Linked DNA regions of Mus musculus: regions 1, 2, 3, 4 and 6 are each linked to region 5. A link is a contact called in public HiChIP or PLAC-seq and promoter capture Hi-C data. All regions are on one chromosome and are shown on one strand. The core of a region is the stretch at or near the end of the contact, and the rest is flanking DNA. Distances in the headings are between cores, read along the strand shown. Region 1 holds the start of Cdk17 (cyclin-dependent kinase 17). Region 2 holds the start of Fgd6 (FYVE, RhoGEF and PH domain containing 6). Region 3 holds the start of Ccdc38 (coiled-coil domain containing 38). Region 4 holds the start of Hal (histidine ammonia lyase). Region 5 holds the start of Apaf1 (apoptotic peptidase activating factor 1). Region 6 holds the start of Elk3 (ELK3, member of ETS oncogene family).

Region 1 (3,215 bases), core at 128-2,627, 2.1 Mb after region 5:
CAAGTGTTGAAGTCTTTGTAGAGGATAATTATTGTTAACCTATAGTTCTGGTAATTTTGGAGACACAGGAGAACTCCGGTTGATATATATGAACCTTATGAGCTGTAGAAAACACATCCAGCTGTGTCCGACAAAGTTCTAGACAGAAGGGCAGGAAGTATCTTCAAGGAAAGGCGCATCAATCAGAAAAGATACGATTCAGAAGTCCTTAGTAGATAATGAGATTTAAAATATATCGTGCACTTCCTGGTGATAAGAACAGAAAAACAAAACATAACAACAACAACAACAAAAAACCCCAACCTTCACCCTACTGGCCTTTTATACCGTTAACCTTTTCTTGGTTAGGGTGTCCACATCCGGACCCTACTGTCTTCTTTCAGTTCTCTCAGTATTTTCCTCTGCCACTTAAGTCTGCTTTTACTTTAAGCTTCTATCCCTACTTGTGGAAAGAAATGGGCCAGGATCACTTTAGTTTGTCTACACATTCAGTTGTTCCTAACTGGGGAAGAAGAAAGTAAAAAGATTTACAGAAACTGGGCCAACCTCTTTGGCCTGCCTCCTTCAAGCAACAGAATCTAACTCACTGCAACAGTATCTCTTTCTGGGTCCTATAACTTAGCATTGACTCTTTCACAACACAGTTTTATTGTAACCATTTTAGTTCCCCCCTCCACCCTCCCCCCCCAGCCTAGAGCCAACAGTGTAATAACATTTAAAAACACTGTGGTTGAAATCAAAGCTTTGTGCGTGGGTGATTACTGCACTGGCCACGCATATCCAGTCACAGAACAGAAGAAAATTGCAGCAATCGACCGAGGTATTTCTTTGTGGGTCATCTGAAGCACTGTACTGAGGCAGGCATCCTGTGTACAGTAGCGCCTGGAATACTTCAAGCAGAGTTTTATTGTTGCGAGGGGACAGTGAGGGGCTGATTTGTGGCGATCGGTTCCTCACCAATCGCGATGGTCAGACACTGTTCAGCGTTCTGTCCACGGACAGGGTCTCCCTTGCTCTCCAGCCGCGTTTGAAGCCACGCTTGAAGTTTCCTGGGAATACCCCCCAGCCCCGCCCAGACCACGCCCCAGTCATAAGCCCCACCCCCAGGCAAGGCTCCGCCCCGCATGCCGCCGTCGCCGCCACCGCCGGCAGGGGTCGCGCTGCCCCAGGCGAGCCGTGCAGGCGGGGGTGGGGAAGCTCCCGCAGCCGGTCGCTTTTCTCCGCCGCCGCTGGTTGGATCGTTTCAATAAAAGTCTTTTTTTTTTTTTTTTCCTTTTTTCTTTTCTTTTTTTTTTTCTAACCCCCGCTCTCGCTCGCTCCGGGGAACAGGCGGAGGCGTCAAGCCGCAGCCTCCGAGCGAGAGAAAGCAACGCGCACTCAGACGAACGAGAGCGGCGGCTGCGGTCTACCCAGCGCCCGGCAGTCCGGCAGCCCGCGCCCCGCCGCCTCGCTCCGCCCCGGCTCGGTGGCCGGGAGTACTGGGCCGTCCGCGAGGCTCCGCGGCCCGGGAGCCATGTTGAGCGGGGGGCTCTGCCACGCGTGAGGCGGCCGGCGGCCCTCGCGGAGCGGAAGGCGCGAGGTTGGGGGGTGGGGGGAGGCCTGAGCCTGAGGCGCCTCGGCGCGTCCGCCACCACCGGACCTGCATCCGCTCGCTCGCTCTGCGCGCCCGCCGGTCCGGAGCCCGCGGTCCCCGCACTTGCTGGTGAGTTGGCAGCGGGGCTGGGCAGGGATCGTGACGCCTGTCAGCGGGCGGCTCGAGTGGGGATCTTGTCGGTCGCATGTCCACGCGCGGCGTGGGCTGCGGGAGTGCGGAGCTGGTTGGGGGACCTGGGGGGAGGGGCTCCATGCGCCGCCGCTGAGAGTTCGCAGCCGATCGAGGCTTCCTGGGGAGGCTGCTGGCCCCGTGGGGCGCCGGGAGGGGAAGAGGCGGAAAGTCCCCCCGAGACACAAAGGTCCCCGGGGCCGGGGTGGAGGCGCGGGCGCGGGGCGGCGGGAGTGGGCGAGGACGCGGCGCTGCGGGCTCCTTGGAGACGCGGGAGGCTGCGCGCGGGTGGGTGGGCAGCTCCGCGGGGGAGGAGCCCTCTCGTGGGGGAGCGGGTCGACACAAAGCTCCGGGCAGCCCTCTTGCTGGCGGGTCACACCCCTGAGTGTCGCTCCAACCGGAGGCGGAGGGACTGTGGGAAACCCAGAGAACCCGGGAAGAGGGGGTTGTGTGTGTGTGTGTTCCACCGTTGTCTTAGCCGCAGTTGCTTTTCTCGGTGTTTTTGTCCGGTTGCTTCTGCTCCCCATCTCAGCTGGGTGGCCCCAGTTTTCTTCCCCACATCACCCCCACGCTGCCACCTCGCCGTCCCCTGTGGTTCCCCACTCATTCTCTCCCCTACTTTTCACCCACTCCTTCTGGGGTAAGCGGTATTTTGCCTTCAGCTAGGGGAACGTTTGCTAATGACAGGATGCCTGACTTGGTCTGACCCTGAACTGCCTTGAACTCTTCTCTTTTTTTTTTTTTTCCTCCCACCCTTTCCTTTCTGGGATCTTCTGTGTCACATGGCCATTAACAATTAGCTTTTCTTCTTCAAAAATGGCAAAAGCCTTTAGCTGAAATCCGTGGCGCCTTTCCCTTATGTTAATGTGGCCATCGAAGACGACGCATCAGTGGCCCTGTTTTATCGCCTCCTGAGCCAAATTGATTCTCTAGACACAAGTCACAAATTTTGTTTTGCGTCTTGGCCATTCCTTGGGCCAGCAAAGTGTATTTCTGGTAGCAGAGCTTCTGTCACGTCACAGGCAATGCTTGACTAAGGGAGACAGCTCTTGCCTCCCAACTTTGCTGTTTGTTTTTTCCTAATCCTTTGTTGGGTTTCTTTTTAACTGCATTTGTGCAAGACTATCAAAGTAATGGATTTGAGTGACTTGGAAATTGACGTTGTTAACCACGGAACAGAAGACGACCTCTGATCAGTTGAATTGACCTAAACCTTTGAATCAAGAAACATGTGTAAACTAAATTTAAGGAGGAAAAAAAAATTGCTAGTGGGAATGTTAATTGGTTTTATTTTGTTCTCTTGTGAACACCAGGAATTGGCTTATGTATTAAATGTGGTGTCACCTGGTTAATGAAGTCATTTCAGTTTTTTTTTTTTGTTCTTTTAACATCTGCATAATTCCATAAACAGCGGGTTTAAACAAAAGAAAACAATATGACTAAGGACGTCTTT
Region 2 (2,809 bases), core at 295-2,794, 3.0 Mb after region 5:
ACTCAAGTCCTCATATCTAGACCCTTCATAATAGCAAAGCAGTCATATTTCCCTCCTCGATACTGTAGCTATATTAAGTCACTTTGCAACCCTCCATACTCCAGCCCCTAAAGCTGCACGTTCAGTATTGTCACCCCACCCCGATCTTTGGCATACATAAAACCCTTTTCCTGGAGTACATTTTCTCCCATCAATCTTCCTAATTTCATTCAGAGCTGAAGATTTACCTAGGGTATCACTTGCTGTGTGTAGCTTTTTAAAGTGCTATGAGTGGACAATGGGTTCCAAATTATGCTTCCACGGGCAGTTTTTAGATATCTCAATACTTCACATTCTGTACCGTACCTCACCCTCCCATTATACACCACGGGGGATTTCTTCTCTTTCTCTTGTATGAATTCCCTGAAATCTAGTTGGCTGAGGGAAAGTATGGCATACATATTCAATACATACACATACACGTTCCAGGGTGTGGGTATTGACCTGTCTGATGGGGTAAAAATGGCACTAAAGCCATTAACTAGGCTTTATTTTTTAAATTCAAGATGGCAGAGACATCTTAAAATAGTCCAACACAAAAGCATTCACATCCAGACCAGAGCTTCCATTCAGAACTGGCTACACTTAGCGCAACAGCAAGGACAAAAGAATGGAACCTAGGTGCTGAGACGCCAGAGCTCACACCATTGGCCACAGGTCTCACTTAACAGACCTTAAACCCCACATAGAAAGGCACCTGCTGCCTGCCTGCATTCCAGAGGCCACACCTTGATGATGATGATTATGATGATGATGATGACCGGAGGCACTTATGGATTAACAGGCCCGCAAAAATCAAAGATAAAAAGGGAAGGAGGTTAAGTAGTAGACAGAATATCCAGCACGTTTCGGCCCCGCCCCAACGAGGCGCAGTCCAGGGCGGTGCAGCCATAGGGTAAGAACCGATCAAGGCTCCCGCCCAGGGCCGGTCAATTGCGCCGGGTCTGGGAATTCTGGGCGAGCTCGGGGCAGAGGCCAACCACGCCAGGATCCCCTGAGCTATACCTGTCAGGCGGCTGCAGCAAGTAGGCCCCGAAACAGCGGAGGATTGGGGACCCAGGCCCGCAGGCGCCCGTCACCCTATCCCTCCCCTCTGAATCGCTTTGCCTTCTCGCTCTTCCTTTAGTCCTTCGGAAACAAAGACGGTCCACACTCCCCGCCATTTTCTCCTCACCTCAAAAACCACCTCTTCGTCAAACTCCGGTGTCATCCTTCTCCGCCATACCACCCGCCTCAGCACGATGGGAAATGAAGGCAGGAGGGCGGGCAGCACCCAGGCTTCGGCTCCTGCCCACCTCGGGGGCACTGAAAACTACAACTCCCGGCATGCATCGCGACCCACGCCCCTTTCCGACCTGCTTATTGGAGAAGAGGGTGAGCGTGTAGGCTGGAGGGGCGGGAGCGGGCGGGCGTTCCAGAGCTCCTATTGGAGAGAGCTATGGCTTTTGTCTGCCTTTTACATCCCCTGACTACTAGGGGGCGCCTGGAGCGCGGATTTTTCTCTCAAGTTGAGGTGGGGCGCGCGTCCGCGAAGCCGCTGCGATCTCCTCTCGTGCGCGCGCCTGGCGATCGTCCCGGAGCGCGGCGGAGCGGCGCTCGTGCACGTCCCCCTGTCGCTGGCCGCTAGCGCCCGGGTCCGCCGGAGGGTCGCGGGAGCCGGCGTCCGTCCTTTGTGAGGCGCTCAGGCGGTGCGGGACGGAATGTGGGCGCTGCGGGGACTTTTGTCTTCTGCTCAAACTCTGGGGAGTGTGGACTGAACGGGAGCCATGGACTGAGGGCGTGAGCCGCGCGGGGCAGTCATGACTTCTGCCGCGGGTAAGTGGCTGCGCTCGCGCCGGGCTGGGGAGTAGTCGCGGCGGGCGCCGGCGGGCTCCGGCTCCCGCTGCGTTCCCCGCGGGTGGGCGGTGCGGGACTGGCGCCGGTCGCCCGCGCCCGCTGTGGGGTCCCCGGGATGCGTCCCCCACCCCTGAGCCCAGGTGATGGGACGGCGTCGCGGAGCTTGCTCGGGTTCCGTGACTTAGGCGCTGTCGCTGCCTGTGCGCGGTGTGGGAAGCGTGGAGTCCGGTGTGGAGGAGTCAGTTATTCTAAGCTAGGACAGTTTTCCAGCGAGTTGAAGAAACTCCGCCACTAGCCCGCGTTGCTTGAAAACCTAGTATTTATTGACTGAAACTCTTCGCGCTTGTAAGGAGGGTTGGATAGAGCTGTTTGCACCCTGGTGTTTTGAGCCCTATTACCTGAGTGAGTATGGACTATTAGTTGGTAAAATAAAACAAAACCGAGTTGCCCCCTCCCCTGCACCTACCCCTCCCTGTTTTTTGCTCATCTTCACCTTTTCCTTCCTTCCTTCCTTCCTTCCTTCCTTCCTTCCTTCCTTCCTTCCTTCCTTCCTTCCTTCCTTCCTTTCTTCCTCCCCCCCCCACCCCCCTCGTACCTGGACTGTGTAAACAAAGCCCTATTTTCAGTCTGCCTCCTTTCCACTCACCCAAATGACAAAGCCTCTCCTTACCTTTGTGTGAATTTAAGCACTTTGGCTCATTGTGTTGTGACCTTTTTAAGGAACAGTTTCTAATCTTCCAAATTTGTGTCCAAGGGACAGTCTCTTTATAAGAACACAGCACATTTTCAAAGCCAGAATTTAATAAGGTATGGGATATATTAAAGGCATCTTTATCCACATCAGAAGAAACTTTGATGAGAGATTTTGTAGTAAAAGAGCGTAAGTTTCACTTCAGTTAGGTCTAGAATTAGCACTTAAGTATCAGATTAAATT
Region 3 (3,065 bases), core at 119-2,618, 2.5 Mb after region 5:
GTCTACAAGAGTCCAGGACAGCCAGGGCTACACAGAGAAACCCTGTCCTTTTTTCTTTTTCTTTTCTTTCTTTCTTTCTTTCTTTCTTTCTTTCTTTCTTTCTTTCTTTCTTTCTTTCTTTCTTTCTTTCTTTCTTTCTTCCTTCCTTCCTTCCTTCCTTCCTTCCTTCCTTTCCTTCCTTCCTTCCTTCCTTCCTTCCTTCCTTCCTTCCTTCCTTCTTTCCTTTCTTTTCTTTCTTTCTTTTTTTAAGTTCTTGATTGTTTTTTGAAACAGGATCTCACATGCAAACTCTACATACAGTCAAGGATGGCCTTAGACTACAGACCTCACCTTCTGCCTCTTGGGTGCTGGGACTGCACACCTGGATCAATATCCGGGATTTTAGAGCAAAAAAGAGTCTACAGACTCTTCTGGAAACAACAAAGCAAACCCACCAGCCAGTACTTTAGAAGCTATAATGGGATCAATGATCAATGATCATAATGAAAGATGCCCTGAAGGTGTTTTGTTGGAGAAAGAGCTTTCGCTCCGGAACCCCATCTCGCCTGTCCCCAGCTACTGGCTACTCACGTGCCCACCACCACGCTGGCGCCCTCCAGCACCGCCAGGCTGCGCAGCGCAGACCCGGTCAGGAAGCGCTCGCCGCGGGCACACACCAGCACCACTTGCTGTGCGTTCTCCAGCAGGAGGCGGTGGCTGCTCGTCATTGTCGCTCTAGCCGCTGGCGGGCTGCGGAGGACAGGAGAGCCTGCGAGCTGTGGCTCCCGGGCAGGGCGGGGCGGGGCTGGGCAGCGTGGGGCGGGAGCTGGCCAGCAGCCAGTGACCGGGACAGGAGCAGTGCCAACCAGAGCGCCTGGAATAAAGTTGGAATAAACTTTATTGTGGACGCCAGTCTTTTCAGGTCTCCTTTCCAGGTTTGGAGTAAAGGAGGTGATGGTTATATCACCCCCTCCCCAACCCCTAACTTCTGGATTAAAAACAAAACAAAACTGAAATTTAGCCACCACCGGAAGTGATCAAGTTGGGCGAGGTAGATGCGGTGCAGTGGCCAAGTGAAGTGTTGTTGGGAAGGGCTCACACAGAGACGTCAGTGGTGTGTGTGTGTGTGTGTGTTACAGTGACAGAAACAGAGGCAGACACAGTGGGGTGTGTGTATGCGTGTGGTGTGAGTGTGCATGGTGTGTGTGTGTGTGTGTATGTATGTATGTGTGTGTGTTAGACACAGTGACAGAAACAGAGACAAAAACACACTGTGCCCTGGGAGCTGGAACTTGAACCTAGCAAACTTGCGCTGACAGGCGACAGGGGCACGGGGCAGAGGCTCACGGTGTCCGCGTGACCCTCCTAGCCTGGCTGCGGGTGCCACGCGTGTTCGGTTGGCCAGATCGGCGCTTGGGCCTGGTAGTAAGCGGTTCCCAGGATGAAGGGAGCCTGGAGCAGGGAAGGATGAAGCTGAGACACAGAGTATCAGTTTGGTGCCTCTGTCTGCTTTGTCCCGACCGCCTTCTTGAAGGATAGGTCTCAACAGTGATCCAGACTTGTTGAGGTAAAACCAGATTTGACCCGGGTGTCTGACACTCCCCCCCTCCTCCCGAGTGTGGTGGCTTTCACACACACCACTGCACTCAAGGTTGTAGACAGACAGTATCCAGATTGTTTAAAGAACTGGCAGGCAGGATTTGTAAAGAATACATACACACACACACACACACACACACACACACACACACACACACACATACACATATACACACACACATAAATTTTTTGAGATTACAATGACATCATTTCCTGATTTCCTCTTAAACCACCCTTGTTCTCTTTCAAATTCAAGACCTTTTCTATGGTGTGTGTGTGTCCCTAAATACATAAATACAGCCCACTTGGTCTGTATAATGCTATTTGTACATATGTGGTTTTAGGGCTTCCCCCCCCCTTGGTCTTTTTTCTCTTGTTGAGATAAGTCTCACTGTGTAGCCCTGGCTGTTCTGGAGCCCTTTATGTAGATCAGGATAGCCTTTTAATTCAGATCTCTCTCTCTCTCTCTCTCTCTCTCTCTCTCTCTCTCTCTCTCTCCCTGGTTCCCCACCCCCACTCACACACACACACACACACACACACACACACACTGCACATCAGTGCTGAGACTAAAGACTATATCACCCTTAAGTTATTTAGTTTCTATGGTATGTTTCCTAAAAAGATAAGAGATTTTCTTCCCTTGCCCAGGCCAACAAATACTACAAGAGATGGGGGTGGCAGGGTCAAGGACTGAAAACAATACCATAAAAGCAGGCTTACTCTGCAAATCACAAAGATAATTTTGGGTCACCTTATAGCCATTAATAAAACAGACAGTAAAAATAGCTTCCGACAGACTAGAAGCAAATGTCCTTTAGGTCCACACCATGTTCTATAAGAAAATAGAGATGGGGTAGAAAAAAACAAAACAAAAACAAAAGAAGGAAGTTATAAAATAATGTGAGTGAAAACCTCAACAGCTGCTCACAAAGCAGAAACACAACCACAAATGTCTGTGTACTGCCAAGAGAGAGAGAGAGAGAGAGAGAGAGAGAGAGAGAGAGAGAGATTAACCAGGGGTGGTAATAGAGCTATGTGAGTTTCAGTCTAGCCTGGTCTACACAGTGACTCACTGTCAAAGAAAAAAATTAAAAGAAGAAAGGGGGTGGGGTGTAGAAATGGCAGAGGGTAGAAACAGAGTCACTTATGGTTAGAGAATTTTTATACTCTAAAATTTTAGCTAACCTGTTAACTTTTGGCAGGCAAAGGTAATTGCAGGGATAAAAGATGGGTTCACACTGGGGTTCAACAAATGCCTACTTCTGTTAGTTCTCCCCTGACCTGTTCTCAGGAAATCAATTGAAAATTTCCCCGAGGCACGGTTGTCTTCGCCTTATATAGCCACGCTTGCTTGTAGTTTGTGGATTTGTTTGACCTTCAGATAAAACGTGGGTCACTCGGGCTAATACTCGCATGTAAAGGAACAGTGGACATAGCTATTTTAATGCTATTTTCCTTGATTGACAGTTAGCTTAGGGATCTGA
Region 4 (2,829 bases), core at 126-2,625, 2.4 Mb after region 5:
GAAGGTGGTTCACATCTGAGGGCCACAGTTTTCCCAGAGTTGTAAAAGATGAAGCCCGTATCTGGGAATGAGCTGCAAGTTGAGGAGAGAGGGAAGACTTGGAGCGTTCCCTCTGGGGGGGGCATGAGTCAAAGGGTGGTGCCATCACCCCCACGGTCATAGGACTTGTTACATCAGTCTGCTGGGGTAAGCAGGTGACAGTCCAGAGTAAGGACTCAGGGTATGGGTTTCATCCCAAATTACACACATAATAGATTCTGGCTTCCCAAGGACCTTGAAGCTGTTTAAGCATAGCCACATAAGCAACTAGGATAGCTTCCTAAGCGGTGGGGTTCAGGAGGAGAAGAAAGGGTTAACCGGAGGTCAGGTCCGTGGGCAGAGATGAGCTAAGTAAGGTGGAAGGCCATGTCCTGGAGGTGGAATACTGAACTGAAGCTAACTTCTGTCTTGATAGCAAATCGAGATGTTGCCAAATTGCAGGGCACAGTCGGGGTGTGGTTGTCTGATGAATACATTTCGATAGACTGATGGTAAGACACTGGATGTGGATCTGGGTGTCTATCTACAGAGCAACTGTTCTAATGAAGTAGAAGGCAGGTCAGGGTTTCTGATTATTCAATCAAATTTCTCAGAACTGACATACTACTAAAGCGCACACAATTCTTTGAATCTCTTGGGCTATCAGTGTTCCTTAACACAGGTGGGGCAAAATTAGGTGGGGGGGGGTGCAGGGGAAGCGGTTTGGGGCAGGGAAGAAGCTTAGCTGAACTAGGGATATCCAGGGGGCAAAGATAAGGAATATTCACACACACACACACACACTCTTGAGGGCATGTGGAGTGTTAAAGTCCAAGTCCTGGTGAGAGTAATTGGGAGTCTCCCCATCCAGCAGGCACGGACCTCAGGGTTGACACACACTAATTGACTTTGTCCTTCCAGCTGCCCGTGGGGATATTCGTTTCATAGACGAGTAAAGCTGAATCCCAGGGGACTCAAATGACTGCGAGTCACACAGCCAGGATTTATCCCAGGTAGATGCCGCGAATCACGGCATTAGAGAATTTGCCTTTGGCTTAGGAAACGGGAAGATCACTCACTCACCCCAGGGTAGTGAGCTGAGGGCCTCCAAGCTACGGTGATTCATGTGTCTAAACACAACCTTTTCAGAACTGCTTTCTTTGATGGAGCAATGGCTTTGGTAGCACTGGGCACTGGCAGGGAGGCGTTGCTCAACGCGTGTTTGTGGAATAAATAAATGAATGGGGATTGCTACACTCTGGGTGTCACAATTGACCGAGAGGATGCGTTTTACCAATTGAGTAATTCCCTAAAGAGGGGAACATGGTGTTTATAAGCAGCTTTCAAGGCAGACTCAGAAAGGGAGAGAGAGAACGGGGAACCCTGGTCAGAAGGACTTCCAGGGTCAGAGAACTACAAGGTTACATTAAAAGTGGGCTCAGCTACCCATATCCCTGTCTCCTGCACCTAGTTCAGCATCCAGAAAGGCCAAAGGAACACCAGAGACCGCAATCAATATTTGTTTAAAGTGTGAATGGCTAAAGGCAAGGGAAGGGGTGTGTTCTGAAAGTCCACTCTCAGTCTCACTGCCAACCACACCCCAGCAGACACTCCCCTCCCTGGTAAAGGATAAAGGCTCTCCCCAGTCGAGGACTGTAGGAAAGGAGCCAGCCCTTGGTTACAGTGGCCTGCTGCTCAGAAGGGCTATAGCATCTGAGCCATGCCTAGGTACACAGTGCACGTGCGTGGGGAATGGCTGGCGGTGCCCTGTCAGGATGGGAAGCTCACTGTTGGCTGGCTGGGCCGTGAGGCTGTGCGACGCTACATGAAGAACAAACCGGACAATGGTGGCTTCACTTCGGTGGATGAAGTGCAATTCCTTGTGCATCGGTGCAAGGGCCTGGGCCTGCTGGACAATGAGGACGAGCTGGAGGTGGCCTTAGAGGACAATGAGTTCGTAGAAGTGGGTGAGTGGCCCTCAGGGGAACAGAGCCTTGGCATGTCCTGGAGGAAGTCACCCCCGTGTCAGGGAACACGGCAAGAAAAAAAGACTTGAGTACTTGCCCTGGGGGAGCCTCAAGCCTTGCTTTATCATCCACCTCCCCCTGCCCCCAGCCTGCAATAGATGGAGAGAGGCAGGCCACAGTGACAGTCTGGACTTGAACCCAAGGCTGCAGGTTAGAGTCCCTTGCAATGACAGAATCCTTCTGTAAGGGACTGCCAGAGTAGAAACAGAAGCAGGCTAGAACCAATCTTCCACGTACATCCCCCTGCTACCTTTCTGCTTTTTGCTTTCCTGTGTAAAGACGCTAAGACCGTGTGAAAATGTAGGATGTCACGGTCCAGCAGCCGTTGCTATGAAACACAAGCTCAGTGCATGGAGGGGTCATTCCTGGGTCTGACACCTGCCCTGATGTGACACCCTGTGACCTGCTAGGCCCCTCTCTCCCCTTCTTGTTTCAGTGATTGAAGGTGATGTGATGTCTCCTGATTTCATTCCGTCGCAGCCAGAAGGAGTTTTCCTGTATCCTTTGTGCATCCCCTTTGGTCAGCCCTGCGGTGGCTGGTCCTGACACGGTGGGGCTGGGGCTGTTCCACATTGCTAGTCTGCTCCTTTACCTGGCTTTAGATACAGCAAATACCGGGAGCCTGAAAAAGTAAGCTATTTTCCTTTTTGTGGGGAATATAAAACTCTGTCATGTCTGAAATATGCCTCCTTTCACCTACCACTTTAAGAAGGGGAAGGAGGAGGGGGAGAAGAGGACAAGGAAGAAGAGGAGAAGGAAGAGGAGGAGGGGGGAGGAGGGAGGG
Region 5 (2,966 bases), core at 54-2,553:
CAGCACTTGGGAGTCAGAGGCAGGTGGATTTCTGAGTTCAAGGCCAGCCTGGTCTACAGAGTGAGTTCCAGAACAGCCAGGGCTACACAGAGAAACCCTGTCTCCAAAAAAAAAAAAAAAAACAAAAACAAAAAACACTTTGACAACTAAGTTCCAATTTTCTCTAGCCTTACTGAACTCATATACATAAATTATATATATATATATAATATTTTTTTTGTTTTGGTTTTTTTTTTTTTTTTTTTTTTTTTTTTTTTTTGGTTTTTCGAGACAGGGTTTCTCTGTATAGCCCTGGCTGTCCTGGAACTCACTTTGTAGACCAGACTGGCCTCGAACTCAGAAATCCACCTGCCTCTGCCTCCCGAGTGCTAGGATTAAAGGCGTGCACCACCATGCCCAGCCATAAATTATATAAATTTTAAACAACTTTTTTCAAACTTTACACAAACTGGAATACTATGGGCAAATTCCCAGGGCCACAACCTCTTTGTGGCCACAACAAAACAGAAAGCCAAAACTGGTCCGAGATACAGACCACAATATAAAGGCTAAGTCTATCCAGGAAAACAGTAATAGTGGTCTACTTCCTCCTTAGATAATTTCTCTTCCTGGTACAAGAGCAGGAGGATGATTACCAAACATCCCGCGTCCCCTGATCTTTCAGTCCCTGGGAGCTACAACAGAACTTGCAAAGAGCCTGCCCAGAGGAGCTTGGGGAGGTGAGACCGAGGCAGTAAACTTACCCAAGCCTTTGCACCGGAGTTGTGCTGGGAAGAGCAGCCGGGGGAGGGTCACTGATGATAATCGAAAGAAAGCAGCCCAGGGAGGGTCACTTATGAGACTAGATTGCCAGAAAGCAGCCGGGGCTCCCGCCTGGCTTCCGGCGACCCCGCGCCCCGGGCAGGTCCTGACACCTCCCTGGGTATCAGCTGCTCGGGGCGCAGGGTGGATGCCCGGGATCTCCAAGCGGCGTCGAGGGGTGGTCACCTCGGTGGGCTTGCCTCGGGCCGCACCAGGGGAGGGTACCGGGACCCAGGGCACAAAAGCACGGCCACTCCAGTCGCCGCTTCACCCCTCTGGCGGGAGCTGCCCGGGCGGGAAGCGGACGCCGCTCGGAAAGCCGCTGCGACTGTCTCAGATCGTCGCCGGTGGCTGATGGCACACACCCCTCGCTGCCGACCCCCACACACCCCTCTCACACCCTTCCGCGAGCGGAGTGAGACGTCTGCTCCTCTAGCTGCCTCCTGGTCTCTGCCTCAGGACCGCGGAGCACTCAAACACCGCTGGGCCCGCCCAGTCCACACAGCGCGCGCCCGGGCACGCAAATTCACTCGCCCAGGGCCCGCCGCCGCGGCCGCGCGCGCGCGCCCCGCCCGGCGCGTGACCGCAAGCCCTGGTTGAGCGTTCTCGCATGCGCGGTGGGGTGGGGCTAAGCCGCGGGCTCGCGCCCAGCTAGACGTGGCACTCTCGGCCCCGCCCCCTCTACGCGCCTCTCCGCAACCTGCGCGCACCCGCGAGCTTGGGTCTCCCGCAGACTCAGTCGGGTAGCGGAATCCAGAGGCGGGGCCAGCCGCTTGAGGGCGGGGCACAGCCTTGGTGGGCGTGGCCTTCCGAAGCTGCTCTGCAGCCACGTCCCACGGCCCCCCTCCAAAGCCATCCTGGCTTCAAGATCTTCAGGGATCCAGACATGTCCGAAGTGAAGAGCCGAAAGAAGCCGGGGCCCAAAGTGGCTGCTCCTGAGCCCGAGAAGCGGAGTGATGGCAGGAAAAACCCCGAGGCGCGGGGGGACGCGGGCTGGGCGGACCCCCGCACTGGGCTCAGCCTGCTGTCTCTGGCGATGACCCTGGGCCTGGCCTGGTAAGTGTGCGATGCTGCAGGCCGTGGGTCGGGCCTCGCGTGGGCGCCTAGCACCTCGAGCCAACCCACTCTCGCTTGAATACGCTCTTTTAACAATGTTCTGGTAGCATGCTCCTGTCGCTGCCCTCTAAAGTCTGGGAACATGTCACCCAGGACTCGGCCCACACTTTATTAAGCATCTACTACTGCACGTCACAAGTTTGCACATACCTAAAAACCACTACTTCCCGTCCACTCTGTAGCTTTGCGGATGAGTTTGCTCCACCCTCCACCAAAAATCGCACTCTTAAAATGTCTGCAGCCTAATAAAAAAAAGTTCGTTGTTGCTGAGCGATAAATGCTAATGAGACTTTCTCCTATTTAGAGCTGTGTGCCTACATTAAAACTATAGTCCTTTTTTAAAGATTTATTCTTGTTTATGTGTATGAGTGTCAGTGTATTTGTGCACGTGTGTGCAGGTGCGCGAGGATCCCGCAAGAGAGTGTCAAATCCAAGAAGCTGGAGTTACCAATGGTTGTAAGACACCAGACATGCATGTTCTTAACAGCTATAAAAGACTATATAGTCTTACTCCTAAATTACAAGTTGAACTGTATGTAACATTGTAAAGAATATGTTTTCCCTTAAGACTAAACATTCGTGTTTTCTTATTGTTGTTGTTTTAGTTTTTTGATACAGGGTTTCTCTGTGTAGCCCTGGCTGTCCTTGAACTCACTTTGTAGGCCAGGCTGGCCTGGAACTCAGAGATCTGCCTGCCTCCACCTCCCTAGTACTGGTGTTAAAGGCATGTACTACCACAACCTGGCTGTATGACACATACAACCCAGCTATATACATGTATTTTTACACTTTATTTGCAGTAGTGGGGGCACCGCCATCCCGCTCAACATTTGTAGCTTTGAAACCAAGCATATATTAGTGATATATTAGTGTAAATGTGGAATAAGAGAGCTAATAGAATTCAGAAAAGACTCTGGATATCCTCCAGGGTAGAGTAGTTTTGATGCAGGTTTATTTCCAGCTTAGTTTATTGGTGACACCCTGAGTCCTTGAGTTTTTTGTTTTTTTTTTTTTTTGGGGGGGGGGGTCTATGGTTGAGTGGTTGGTTT
Region 6 (3,220 bases), core at 513-3,012, 2.2 Mb after region 5:
CTAAAGGGCTCTCTCTTCCTGCAGCAGCCAGTGGAAAATTCAAGGAACATTTTTCCCCCTGCAGCAGCAGAATCCCTTTAACCCTCTCCCCAGCCAACTCCAAAAACAACTCGGCTTCCCCCCCCCATACGCCCCCCCCCCAACTGCCCCCCCCTCCCCACCTCCGGCAGAGCACTGCAGGGAGTTATAGGACGGCGAGGGGCTTTCGAGATGGGGAGGGCTGGAGGGGGCCGGCAGGGAAGGGGCGGGGGACCCTCAAACACTACAAAGGAAACTGTAAAAGGCACAAATACATAAACCTGAGAAGCAGCAGCAAGCCGCAGTTTCTTTGTGAGCTCCTCAGTGAGTCATTTTCAAGATGCTGTCTGCAGCCAGTTTCAAAGCGGAAGCGCACGGCAATTAGTCTTGCCGTTTCCAGACAAGCCAGAAACTCTCCCGACACTCTTTTTTTTTTTCCTTCTAAAAAGCCCCTTTTGCAGTTTCTGAAATAGCCTTTCTTGCTTCCACCCCCACCCGCCGCGTAACTGCAGCTTATCCTCGGAATGATTCGGTCGTAACAAAACAGAGACCATTTAATATTTTTAGCTCCCGCCTCCCAATTTCAAGCCCCCCCCCCTTAAAAAAAAGTTCCAGTAACATTACAGGCCAGCAGGCAGTTGGAAGTTAAAGAGCTGAGAGTTTCAAGTTCATCCCTTGCCTGGCCCATCTCCCCAATCCGAATCTGGACTAGCCGACTCGGCCGGCTTTTAAATGTCCATTAGACTGGGCGTGCGCCTGGGGCGGTGACCTGGGCGGGGGTCACCTGCCCAGAGAGAGTGGACGTAGCCCCGGGCCCCACATCTCCATGGCCCAAGTCCTCCGCTCCCTCTCCACCCCTGTGCTCTCCCCTGAATCCGAACACTCGCGCCTCGGTGCCCATCCTGAAGGGATCCGGACCGCAACCCCGGCTGGAGGTCAGTGACAATCCAGCCTCCAGCCACGCAGCCCGCTTCGACCACTATCCCTAATCCCAGAGCCCCGGAGCCTCGCTGCAGGGATACAGGAGTTTGCACTCAGGGTGTCTCCTCCGGGCTTCGCAGTGCAGACCCCAGGCCCGAGCACGAGCTCCCGGGGTGGCGCCGGTGGCGGTGGCGGTGGCGACGCACAGCATCCTCCCCCGCGGGGACGCACCCCCATCCTCCCCCAACGCAGTCTACAACTCACCCCACAGCGCCCACAACCCCACCCCCACCAGCCAAAGAAAAGAAAGAAGGAGAAAGGAGAAAAAAAAAAAAGAGGAAAAATTAAAAAAAAAAAATAGCCCGAAGAAAACTTTGCAAGCGCTGGAGCAACAGGCAAACAGTCCTGCAACCTACCCAGACGTGGGGGAGCGTTTGGGAGTCTTCTTGGGGAGATTTCTAGGAGGAACCGGGCGAAAGCCCCCGACTTTCCATGCTGACAGGCGTCTGCAGACGGTCTGTTGCTCTTGTAATGAGATCCTGATTTTCCCCCCTCTTTTTTTTTTCTTTCTCTCGCTCCTCTTTTTTTTTTTCTCCCCCCCCCCCCTCCTCTGGTGTGTGTGAGAGCAGGAAGTTGGAGCAGTCAGGCCGAGCCTGCTCACTTCCTTTACTGCATTATTCCCCAGGCGGTGTGCAGTCTGTGTAAACAGGCTTTTCCGCCCCGCGCCGTGCGCCCGGGCCGCGGCTGTGCGCCGGGGCTGCCCGCCCAGACCCGCGCATACCCCCGGCGCCGGGCCCCGCGCCCGCCCGCACGCCCCGCGCGCCCCCGCGCCGTGCCCGCCCCGCTTCCTGCTCGGCCACCCCAGGGGAGGAGCCTGGGGACCCGCCGGCCAGGCCGCCGTCTCTCCACTCGGCGGGGGCTCCGTCGGCTCCTGAGCCCTCGGGTTCCTAAGTTTGGCATCACCCTGGGTTCGTGCCCTGCTAATGGTGCCCCGAAAGGGAGGTCCCTAAGCGAGCTTTTCTCTACCATAGGCATAGAAGAAGAGTTTAGGGACAGGAGGGATGGCGAGTGGGGTTCAGGACTTTGGATGCTCTGGGAACCGGGCTGCTTTTATTGCGGACCAGAGGAGATGAGGGTGAAAAACATAAGCGTGCACAAAGGGAGATGGAGTCTTCCTAAGATGCTGTCGGATAGAGTTACTGTCGGGGCATATTTAACAGCAGCACTATAATTAATATTAATAGTAATAATTTGGAGGCAGTTTTAGAGTTGGGATCCTCTTTTGGGAATACTTTCTTAAGAGCCACAAACTAGGAGCCTTGTGTCTTAGAAAAGAGATGAGTGAAGTGGCTTTAGACAGGCACTGCTTAGGCGCTCCAGGTGGCTTGAGACAGGGGAAGGGGTACCCTGTGGTTTCAAGACTGGACTCCCCGCCCCTGAGGACAATGGCCAGGATCTGATTGGAGAGTTGGGCATTGCTCGGAGGATGCAGGAGGGAATGGGTCTCTTATTAACAAACCCTGTATACAGTTCCTCCAGCCCCAGCCTTCCAGAACCTTCCAGTCCCCTGCCTTTGGGGCTTTCTGACCAGTAGTTTTCAATCTTGAACGTTTGGCATGAGAGTACATGGCTCATTAAAGCCCTAATTGTAACCCTTAAGCCCTCACCTCAATGTGTCTGGTGTGATTGGAAGCCCCAATAACAGAATCGCGTTGAGAGTAAGGGGTGCTTTGCAAACTAGCCACAGCGTACTTATCCCAGACCAATGGCCAAGTCTCCAGGTCAGCAGGACAACATTCTGACATTTCCTTGCCCCCCCCCCATTAGCATTTGCTATCTCTCTGAAAGATTGCTTGTTTCTGAGTATCTGGTTACTATTAAAGGTTCTAGATTGAATTCAGGGATGTTAATACCCACCCCACACACGCACATCTGCAGGTGCCTGTCAGAACACCTTGTTAAACAAGGGCAGCATTTTTGCTTAATCACTGATGTGTATAACCTGCTGGTTATACACTGAGGACCAGGCTTGCCCGTGCTCTGAGAAGAGACAATGGTGGTGGGGAGAGGAGGGAGGGGGACCAAGGTAAGATGTGAAACAGAAGGAGGAATTATGGGAAAGGGGGCTGTCTATCAAACCCTGATTTTCCACAGCTAATTTTCCACTTTGGAGATTATCATTTAAAATCCCTAGTTGGCTTCTCCAGTCACTCAGCAAAACTCAGACTGTGTCCCTATATGATCCAGCTGTCCATGTGAACTGAATGCAGAGTGTGGATTT

Evidence for each region. Promoter capture Hi-C pulls out the DNA fragments that hold promoters and counts their contacts. HiChIP or PLAC-seq counts read pairs in DNA pulled down with a chosen protein or histone mark. Capture Hi-C pulls out chosen DNA fragments and counts their contacts.
Region 1: a contact with region 5 is called in a promoter capture Hi-C map of adipose tissue, with 4 times the contacts expected there. The contact joins the promoter of Cdk17 here to the promoter of Apaf1 in region 5. A contact is called at or near these places in 8 of 115 datasets of contacts at active chromatin or transcription factors (T-cell acute lymphoblastic leukemia, astrocytes, embryonic stem cells and 4 more) and 2 of 9 other capture datasets (adipose tissue and liver).
Region 2: a promoter capture Hi-C map of adipose tissue shows a contact between it and region 5, with 4 times the contacts expected there. The contact joins the promoter of Fgd6 here to the promoter of Apaf1 in region 5. A contact is called at or near these places in 3 of 39 promoter capture datasets (hippocampal neurons, liver and pre-B cells), 3 of 484 Hi-C or Micro-C datasets (B cells, CD4 T cells and CD8 T cells), 1 of 115 datasets of contacts at active chromatin or transcription factors (astrocytes) and 2 of 9 other capture datasets (adipose tissue and liver).
Region 3: a contact with region 5 is called in a promoter capture Hi-C map of hippocampal neurons, with 5 times the contacts expected there. The contact joins the promoter of Ccdc38 here to the promoter of Apaf1 in region 5. A contact is called at or near these places in 1 of 39 promoter capture datasets (hippocampal neurons) and 1 of 115 datasets of contacts at active chromatin or transcription factors (large pre-B cells).
Region 4: a promoter capture Hi-C map of embryonic stem cells shows a contact between it and region 5, with 6 times the contacts expected there. The contact joins the promoter of Hal here to the promoter of Apaf1 in region 5. A contact is called at or near these places in 1 of 39 promoter capture datasets (embryonic stem cells) and 1 of 115 datasets of contacts at active chromatin or transcription factors (astrocytes).
Region 6: a contact with region 5 is called in an H3K4me3 HiChIP or PLAC-seq map of stem cell-derived neural progenitor cells, with 11 times the contacts expected there. The contact joins the promoter of Elk3 here to the promoter of Apaf1 in region 5. A contact is called at or near these places in 4 of 115 datasets of contacts at active chromatin or transcription factors (astrocytes, embryonic forebrain, large pre-B cells and 1 more) and 1 of 9 other capture datasets (adipose tissue).

Annotation. Positions count from the first base shown.
Region 1 is chr10:93,159,499-93,162,713 of GRCm38.p6, forward strand. Cdk17 (cyclin-dependent kinase 17) reads left to right here and starts at 1,378. Exons shown (of 17, transcript NM_146239.2): 1 at 1,378-1,702.
Region 2 is chr10:94,034,457-94,037,265 of GRCm38.p6, forward strand. Fgd6 (FYVE, RhoGEF and PH domain containing 6) reads left to right here and starts at 1,545. Exons shown (of 21, transcript NM_053072.3): 1 at 1,545-1,854. The coding sequence starts at 1,839. It overlaps Vezt (vezatin, adherens junctions transmembrane protein), which reads right to left and starts at 1,343. Exons shown (of 12, transcript NM_172538.5): 1 at 1,214-1,343. The coding sequence starts at 1,249.
Region 3 is chr10:93,539,264-93,542,328 of GRCm38.p6, forward strand. Ccdc38 (coiled-coil domain containing 38) reads left to right here and starts at 1,369. Exons shown (of 16, transcript NM_175488.6): 1 at 1,369-1,546. Amdhd1 (amidohydrolase domain containing 1) reads right to left here and starts at 770. Exons shown (of 9, transcript NM_027908.1): 1 at 571-770. The coding sequence starts at 707.
Region 4 is chr10:93,487,393-93,490,221 of GRCm38.p6, forward strand. It overlaps Hal (histidine ammonia lyase), which reads left to right and starts at 1,376. Exons shown (of 20, transcript NM_010401.4): 1 at 1,376-1,985; 2 at 2,482-2,542; 3 at 2,648-2,675. The coding sequence starts at 1,739.
Region 5 is chr10:91,081,440-91,084,405 of GRCm38.p6, forward strand. It overlaps Apaf1 (apoptotic peptidase activating factor 1), which reads right to left and starts at 1,304. Exons shown (of 27, transcript NM_009684.2): 1 at 744-1,304. Ikbip (IKBKB interacting protein) reads left to right here and starts at 1,600. Exons shown (of 3, transcript NM_026166.2): 1 at 1,600-1,857. The coding sequence starts at 1,688.
Region 6 is chr10:93,309,397-93,312,616 of GRCm38.p6, forward strand. It overlaps Elk3 (ELK3, member of ETS oncogene family), which reads right to left and starts at 1,763. Exons shown (of 5, transcript NM_013508.2): 1 at 1,356-1,763.